Linked DNA regions of Mus musculus: regions 1 and 2 are each linked to region 3. The links are chromatin contacts, called in public Hi-C maps. All regions are on one chromosome and are shown on one strand. The core of a region is the stretch at or near the end of the contact, and the rest is flanking DNA. Distances in the headings are between cores, read along the strand shown.

Region 1 (2,700 bases), core at 145-2,644, 210 kb after region 3:
TTAGGAAACAGGGAGGCCTGTGTCGTTATTGTTTAATAAAAACAGCTTGATATTTCAATATAAAAGCAAAAACGGCTGGGATGTGAGCAGGCGTCTCATTAAAAGCCACTTTCCCATTCTGCCTTCTAAGCCTCATCAGAATATGAAAGGAAACGGTCCTCTATTTTTCACTTAGGAACTATCAGATAGTCTATTATGGTCATCCTTGATGTATTCCAAAAGCCAAAGTATTCTAAATGCCAACTTTACCAGGTATATAGTTTCAGCATCTTTACATGCACACATTCAAATATCTATCCACATATACAAATTATTTTCACAATGTGTGTCTCAAAAACGGAATAGCTGGCGACGTGAGGCGGATTTGAGTGCTCCTTGGGAAAGCTGCTACATTTGTGTGAGTATGTAGAAGAATAACATGAGCTCGCCCTTTAAAATAAAAAATAAAATAAAATAAAATAAAAAATTAATCCCTCAGGTACAGTCCCCTTAACAGAATCAACGTAATTGCATGTGACATTGTCCTTCCCAGAACTGCAGATTCAGTGAACGCAGCAGGTCCTGATCTTGGTCTTTAACAGATGGCCTCAGCAAAATGACAGTAACAGAACCTGACATGTGTTGTTTCAGTGATCTCCTCTCCTCTCCGAGAAGTATGGAAGCCTTAGATCCCGTGTGTTCCTTCAGATTGTTATTTCTGGCACGCTCTTCTTGGCATATGTTATGATGAGCCATTCATAACAAATTAAATTTTCATTAAGGTAAAAAAAAAAAACCTTCATAATCCATAAGCCTACAGTTTGTCTCAGTCCCCAAGGTAGCTTTTTCTGTGCAGAGGGACCAGTTATACAAGTAATTGAGTGTTGAGCTGGTTTGGATTCATTTTTTAAGAATTAGCTACTTTATAAAGAGGGATAAGGGGAACAGAGGAGCCTGCAATCCCAGAAATGGAAAATGGTGGACAAGATGCCAGAAAAAAAAAAAATCTGTGGCCTCAATCTCGAAGCATTCTACAGGGACACAGCATGGCTAGTCTCCCGGGAAACACATCAAAGAAGCTAAACCACAAGACACCACTTGAATGGCACCACCTGGGCTGGATACAAAGACCAGCTGGAGCAGGCAGAAGTCCCGTACCTTTAAGGTAGTGCTTCAGAGCCGATTGTAACTGTAATTAACAGCTTCCTCTAACTGTGAGATGGAATTTTCCTGAAGGACTCGGCGGTTTTACTCACTGTCTGGCTTAGTAAAATGGGATTTCAAACAGCACAGAGCTTTCAACCCAAAGCAGCTAAATCTAGTTAAAGCAGAAACATCAATGATTTTCGGTGAGTGCACATCACAGGAACACCGCGGCACTGGAAACCACCGCTGATTGCTTCTTCCAGAAGCCAGCTGAAATGAAGTGAGGCGCAGAGCCAAGGAGGAAAGCCTGGGCTTCTCTCTTCCTGAGCCTGCACTTAGCTCCCATATAAATTTTTGCCTATGATAATGTCTTTGAGCCTACTTAGTAGCTGGTAAACTACTCATTTTTCAGTTCACACTTGGAAATATTGGCTAACAGTGGGGAGAGAAATCAGACCGTTGACCTTGTCTCACCCTGAGCAAAACTTTTAGTTTGCTGATACTTCAATCTCTTCCGTATGAGAGAGGGGTTCTTTCCCCGCGAGCTACGGGCTGCAAGTGGGCTTCATTAGACTCTTTTCAATATTCTCCTTCTCTTGAAAATTGAGTTTAGCCATTCACAAAGAGAATATAATAATGTGTAAGCTGAAGTCCAGGATCGCGTGGGGATAAACAGATTTGATGTTGAATGCCTTGTTATAATGAGTGAAAAAGAATTACCTTTGCTTACAAAATAAACAATCTCCATGCTTCCCAGGAGGTTTCAAGTAGGGAGCAAAAGAGAAAAGAAAGGTAAAATATAAAAATCAACAGGCAAACAAAACAAGTCACGTGACTGCAACTGCAACCGGGTCTTTGTCAAGCATTTTCTCTGTGTGAGCACTTACTGGAATGGAGATTAAAAGAGCCAGTGAAGGGGTTAATAGCAAGTAACCTTCACTTCATGGATGAGCAGCAGGGAAACATAACCAGAAAGGGAAATATCAAGAAATTGACGTGCATAAAATTCAGTACTTCCTGGATAGCATCAAAACAAAACAAAACAACTTATAGAAATGTCAGATGTGAAGCAGAAGGAGACAAAAGTGTCGGAGCACCTTAGAGAGACAGGTGGGACAGAAAGGCCAGCCGATTAAGCAGGGGCTTGGAATCGTGGCACGCTTTGAGAAAGCATCCCCAAAATTGTGCAAGAAGCCCTTGTCTTCATGGTTTAAATCCTTCGGGAGCGGTCCAGCTCTCTCCCACAAGGTCCAAAATGGCATTGGCTTTTGTCAAAGTCCAAGTTAAGGAGAGTGGATATGGAGCTTCGGGGTGGCTTCACTGGGCACAGAGCTTGCAGTGCAAGCCTGGTGACCTCGGTTGGACCCCAGCAACTCAGGGAAAGGAAGCAAACGAGAACAGATTCCAACCGTCATCCTGCAGCCTACTCTTGTGCCACAAACACCTACAGCGCACGCCCACAGAGAAGCAATAACAATTAACTTAAGCCAAAGTAAAGTAGTTCCTAGCAAATTTTTGGTTTATTCCCTTGAAAAGGCATATGGAAAGGATGGTTTAAAAAAAATGACCCCCAAA
Region 2 (2,700 bases), core at 24-2,523, 250 kb after region 3:
CCAGACATTAAGCAAGAATAATAGGACCCTATCCAGCACTAACCATGTGAGAGGCACTGATCTGTAATTTTTAGTATGTTTTTTCACTCAATCCTTAAGCCATTCATATGAAGAAATAATATTATTTCCATTTTAGAGATAAGGAAATCAAGGTACTAGTAGATTAAGTAGCATTTCGTGGTCGCAGAGCTAATGCCCTACAGAGTTAGTATTCAGAGGGTGTTAGTGTTTGCTCAAATATCTCTTTCCTGTAAAGCCACTAATGCCATTGTGGGAGCCCTGTCTCATGAAATCATTTAGTCCCAATTACTGCTCACAAGCCTGTGACACCCTCTACCAATTATGATGTGGCCAACAGGCCTCTCTGGACATAAAACAGATCTGGGTAGCATACTTTTGAACTTCTCGTTCTCCAGAACTATAAGCCAAATAGCTTTCCCCTTTAATAATTACCTGGTCTCTAGTACTTTGTTGCAGCAATAAAATGACTAAAAGTGTTTACTTGACGCAATCACCTTTCTGAGTAAAGAACCTGAGAACTGGGAAGTCTCTCACTTATCTCCTCGACCCCAGGCTTATAAAGGCAGCTGTTCAGGAAGAATAAATAACTTTAGGAAATACACGGTATTTTTCCACTCTCGAAGTTTAATTCTGCAGTTTGTAATTTGGGGGCAATGCAGATTTATTATTCACCAACCCCAGCGGTGGCAAGGAGAAAATTGAACGTCAACCTGAATAAACCCAAAGATAGGAAAATAAATGTTTTTTTTTTAAGTAATTAACGAGAATTCTGCAATCTCTAAGGTCATTAAGGAAGAGAAGCTCTGTCCTAATAAGTCTTATGTTCTAAGAATCGTGAGCAGAAAGCAAGGAATTTCCTTCTTACTGGAAAGGTTAGCCTGATGGGGACTGTGTAGAAAGGCTGCAGACCTAACAGGACAATCCTGGGTCTTTGAGCAAATCTTAGCCAGAGCCACTGCTGCTTTCTTCAAAACTCTGTACTGTTTAGTCTTGTTAAAATAAAATAAAATAAAATAAAATAAAATAAAATAAAAACGGGGAATGAGGAAGCTGTGTGTTAAGTCTGCATGGACCAGCTATTGTTTTAGATGCAAATCCTAATTCCCCAAATCCAAATAGTTTAGGTAATATGGAAAAGGGAACCGCAGTTGCTGGTGGAATTAGGCTACTGATGGGATTAAGCTTTGCTGCTCAGCTGGCCTTGAATTTGGCAGCTGTTCAGCCGACCCAGTGTAATCACGGGACTCCTAGGAATGAAAAGGAGACTCGGAAGAGCAAGGGAATCGATGAAGAACAGTCAGAGCAATACCGTGTAAGGACCTAAGCCCCATCATTACAGCATTAAAGACAGAAGACAGGAGCTATGAGCCAAGTACTGCCGCGTTCTCCAGTAAGTAGGGAAAAAACAAGGAAGCATGGTCTCCTTTCAGCTTCTAGGTAAAAAAGCAGCTAGCTAGCTAGCTCTCTCTCTCTCCAGCTTGATTTGAGCCTAGTGGCTCTGTGGTGTCAGACCTGTAGGTACAGAGACCTTGGGATAATAAAACTCTGTTCTTTTAAGCCACAGGGCGTGTAGCCACTCCTTAGAACAGCAAAGGAAACCAATGCACTGCTGATGCTTACAAATACCCTGCTGATGCTAACACCAGAGCCCTACTTGTGAACCCAGGGAGCTGCGAACACAGAGCAGAAAACAAGATGGGAGTAAAAGATCTGTCTACCTGGGTGACTCAAGCGTTACAGATCGGGTTCGAAAGAAGCAGCTGGCGTAATATGTGGGGATGTGTGCCAGGGGAACGATGAAACCGGAAGGAACCGGTTTGGGACAGGAGCTGGGTGTAGTCATGTCCAACCCTGGAAATCTTGTCTCAAGAGCTGTAGGACGTGGGATCCCTCCCTCTCTGCATCTGGCCTCCATGTCCCCCGCACGGGTAGTCCTATCCCCCCCCCCCCCCACCTTTGCCTATGCCAGAGGGAATCACGCAGTAACAGCCCGGTTAAACTTCCTCTCTCCTTATAAGGTCGAGTCCAGGCCATACCCAGACTTCCTCCTTATGCAAATGAGGCATCCTTAGCTGTTGTTCAACCCACCCCCAATAGCGCCTACTCACCCCTCAAAGGTTAAAAAAGACTTTGTTCCCCTTCCCCCATTTAAGCGAGCTGCTCTCTAAAGCTTATCTCCAGAGAGGTCTGTTTCTCCATCACCCTCAGGTGTTCTTGCCTCGCTTCTGCTCTCTGGATCCACTGGTTGTGGTCATGAGCAATCTCGCCATTAAAGATGGAGGAGAGGAATGGAAAGGAAGTTAGGATACACTGAGGCATGGTCAAAAGTTTAGTATACCAGCTCTTTGAACACAGGGAAAGAAACCGAGGCTCAGTGAGACGAAATTGTTTGCCCAACCTAGTTAATGCCACAGTCAACACAAGAACACAGTCCTCCAACTCAGATCTGTTTTTAAAATGTCCAGTCTGGCTGCAAATCCGTAGTTAGCACGTTTCCTAATAAACTCTCAAAATAAACTGTAGGAACAGAATCTTTGTCTCTGGATAGTAAGAAAGCAAAAACAAATTTCAAGGGCTCAGTGTTAAAGAGCACTTCTTGCTCCTTGACAGGACCAGGGCTCAATTCCCAGAATCCACATGTGGATTTAAAAAACTCATGTAACACCAGTTCCTGAGGCT
Region 3 (2,700 bases), core at 124-2,623:
CTGGGCAGACGGGGTCCCCGGGGTGCCCACCTCGCCGCTCTCACGCTGAGAGGATTCCCCACCCGCGTGGTGGTTGCGCCGGGCAGAACCTGGAAAGCTGCTGTTGCTGTCGCGCTCGGGGAAACCCCCGAGGCCACCGTCGGTGCCAGGCATCGCCGCGCTCGCTCCACACTCGTCGAATCGCAAGCTGAGCAGGACGGCCAGCATGGTGACAGCCAGCAGTGCCACGATGGACACGGCAAAGGCCAGCACAAGCCTCTTGTGCACTGCGATGTGGCGCTCCGTGGTGCGGGGTCTCACTCCCACCGAGTCAGCCCACGGGTCCGAGAGCCCCCTGCCGCTTGCCCGGAGCGCGGCGTCGTCTTCTCCCATGGTGGCCGCAAAGGGTGAACTGCTCTTCTCTGCCCCCTCCTCCTCCTTCTTCTTCCTCTTCTTTTTCTTCTTCTTCTTTTTCTTCTCCTCCTCTTGCTCCCCCCTCTCGCCGTCCAGGGCCATCACACCGCCTCCTCCTCTTCCCCCGCCCCCTCCGACACCCCTAGCGGGCGGGCCACCCGGGCCACCTCCAGCGCAGTCATTGGAGACCGCACGCGGGCGGAGGGCGCGACGCCGGCTGGGACCCTAGGGAGGCCAGCTCAGATTCTCTCAAGACAGACTCTGGAGGCTAGTGACGACCGAGACGACCCCCATCAGCCCCGCCTCTCTCCAGACAACAGCTGCGGATAGCCGGGCAACCAGCTCTGGGACGCGCCCCAACTTGGGAAGCGTGTCGCTCGCCGGGTGCGCGCTACTCGTCGGGCCAGCACCGGGCGCCCGGGCACACGCCGCCCCCGCCCCTGTGCGCCTGCGGCTCGCCTGTCCTCCCGGGCGCCGCACTCTACCAGGGTGGCGGCGGCGGTTGCTCTCTCCTCGGCTCGGCCAAGAGGACAGAGAGCGCTGGGGAGAGCGACTGAGTCGGGGGACAAGTTAGGGCTTCACCAGCCCCCCGCACTCTGGCAGCGTTGTTCCGTCTTCTGGGTGGGATGTGCTCGCCAAAACAGTTGCGGCGGTGGCAGCGGCGGCAGCCCGGAAGGCGCTGGAGCCTTCCACCCCGCAGTGGAAGAGGAGAGGATGGACCAGAGGACCGAGGAAAGGACTGGAGTAAGCTAGCCGGAGGAAGTCCCACGGCCGCGGAGCATCCGTCCTGAAGAAGCCTTCTCCACCCTGGACACTTTAAGCAGTGGTGGCGGTAAAAGGCGTGAGGTTGCGGACTGGGCAGCAAGCCTCCCGCGTTCCGATGATGCTCTGCCCTCCAGAGAAGACAAGTGAAGAAGTGTCCGGTCGGGGTGTCCACTTCAGGTAGATGAAGGTCTGAGCCGCGTCCCCGGGGGAAGAACTGAAGTGCGTGCGTGTGTGCCAACGCGTGTGCATGTGTGTGCGCGTGTGTGCGCGCGTGTGCGTGTATGTGTGTGTGTACACGGGCTCCGGGTGTAGATTTTGCCAAGGGTACTCCAGCTGCATTCAGGGACTGAAACTCCCGGAGAAACGGGAAGCAGAGAGAGGGAGCAAGCGAGGAGGAAGGGAAGGCAGGAGGGAGGAGAGAGGTTTAGCGACAGAGGCAGGCACTGGGAGATTAGAGAGAGCTTTTCTCCGCTCTGTCACACCAGACACCCACAGCCACAGAGGGGGTTGCTGAGCTGCCTGCAAGAGTACATTGTAAATCTTCGGCGCAACAAGCCCCGCAGTCACCCCTCTTCCGACTCCTTAGCCCTACTGCGGATTCCCCAGAGGGACCACTGGAGCCTTGGGCTATTAGCATCAAGAGCAAAGGCAGAGCCTGCTGGGGAGGCAGTGTCAGATCACACATCAAGCTCGCCAGAGGATTTAGAGGACTGTATGTAAATTGAAATAAATTCTCCAAAGCCTGGCTGCATATATTACACCAGTGTAGTGAAGCTAGGTGTGCAGTCAGAAATAATGGCTAGCAATGAACTAGTAGAGTCCTCCTCCGTAAGTAAAGACTAAAGACAAGAGAAGGATTCCCCATAGAACGCATTTTATTCTGAGATTGGGGAAAGCATTACAACATGATGCCCACAATACAATATTCAGAAACGAATGGAAGGAAAACTGAGGGTGGAGGCCCCATGACTTTGGATATTAGTAGGACAGTGTATCAATCCATACTCACGTGACTTGTCAGCGTCTTACTTCACCTAGGCACAATTCTTCTTTGCAACTCCCCTGTATCATCATGAAAAGTGTTTAAACTTCATTAGAACAGTTATGAACCCCCAGTGTACGCTAACAGCAAGAATCATCAAAGCACAGGACATATATAGCCTGCTGGCCGCCTTTGGACTCTCAGGAGTTTGTTGGAGTTCTCTCCACTAGAGTAGAGGGGGTGTGCTATCGAAACTTCAAAATGTGCTGATAGAGTTGTAACTAAAACAATGCTTAGAAAGACAGCCGCCTCGAAGGCGACAAAGAGTTAATGACTGGCTCAGTCAATTTAAAAAAAAATGAAGAAATGTCTCTTTACATGTTTCTTTTGTTTGTTTAAATCCAGATTGCATTTAAGAAATCATCACCATCATTATTTTCCAGAGAGAGAGAGAGAGAGAGAGAGAGAGAGAGAGAGAGAGAGAGAGAAAGAGAGAGACTATTAGCTTTGGGGTAGTGAAAAATAGGCTTAAAATGATATTGTTAAAGCCTGGCCAATAA

Evidence for each region. Hi-C and Micro-C count contacts between places; a contact is called where the count stands out from the background.
Region 1: a contact with region 3 is called in a Hi-C map of cerebellum, with 4 times the contacts expected there. The contact joins the enhancer-like site here to the promoter of Trhde in region 3. A contact is called at or near these places in 1 of 39 promoter capture datasets (hippocampal neurons), 5 of 484 Hi-C or Micro-C datasets (brain, cerebellar granule neurons and cerebellum), 2 of 115 datasets of contacts at active chromatin or transcription factors (forebrain and neural progenitor cells) and 1 of 9 other capture datasets (adipose tissue).
Region 2: a Hi-C map of cerebellar granule neurons shows a contact between it and region 3, with 2.3 times the contacts expected there. The contact joins the enhancer-like site here to the promoter of Trhde in region 3. A contact is called at or near these places in 4 of 39 promoter capture datasets (embryonic stem cells, hippocampal neurons, liver and 1 more), 8 of 484 Hi-C or Micro-C datasets (cerebellar granule neurons, cerebral cortex and embryonic stem cells), 1 of 115 datasets of contacts at active chromatin or transcription factors (SST interneurons) and 1 of 9 other capture datasets (embryonic stem cells).

What each region holds. Positions count from the first base shown.
Region 1 is chr10:115,012,502-115,015,201 of GRCm38.p6, forward strand. No RefSeq gene overlaps it. Among named protein-coding and RNA genes, the nearest start is that of Gm22070, 22 kb to the left of the region's middle. Within about 2 kb of position 1,395, at least 24 of the 459 cell types and tissues checked have an H3K27ac peak or open chromatin away from gene starts, as enhancers often do. A contact at or near this core is called in brain, cerebellar granule neurons, cerebellum and 3 more, where this site is marked.
Region 2 is chr10:115,049,093-115,051,792 of GRCm38.p6, forward strand. No RefSeq gene overlaps it. Among named protein-coding and RNA genes, the nearest start is that of Gm22070, 59 kb to the left of the region's middle. Within about 2 kb of position 1,274, at least 5 of the 459 cell types and tissues checked have an H3K27ac peak or open chromatin away from gene starts, as enhancers often do. A contact at or near this core is called in cerebellar granule neurons, where this site is marked.
Region 3 is chr10:114,800,929-114,803,628 of GRCm38.p6, forward strand. Trhde (TRH-degrading enzyme) reads right to left here and starts at 1,374. Exons shown (of 19, transcript NM_146241.3): 1 at 1-1,374. The coding sequence starts at 495. It overlaps Gm15723 (predicted gene 15723), which reads left to right and starts at 798. Exons shown (of 2, transcript NR_155864.1): 1 at 798-1,335.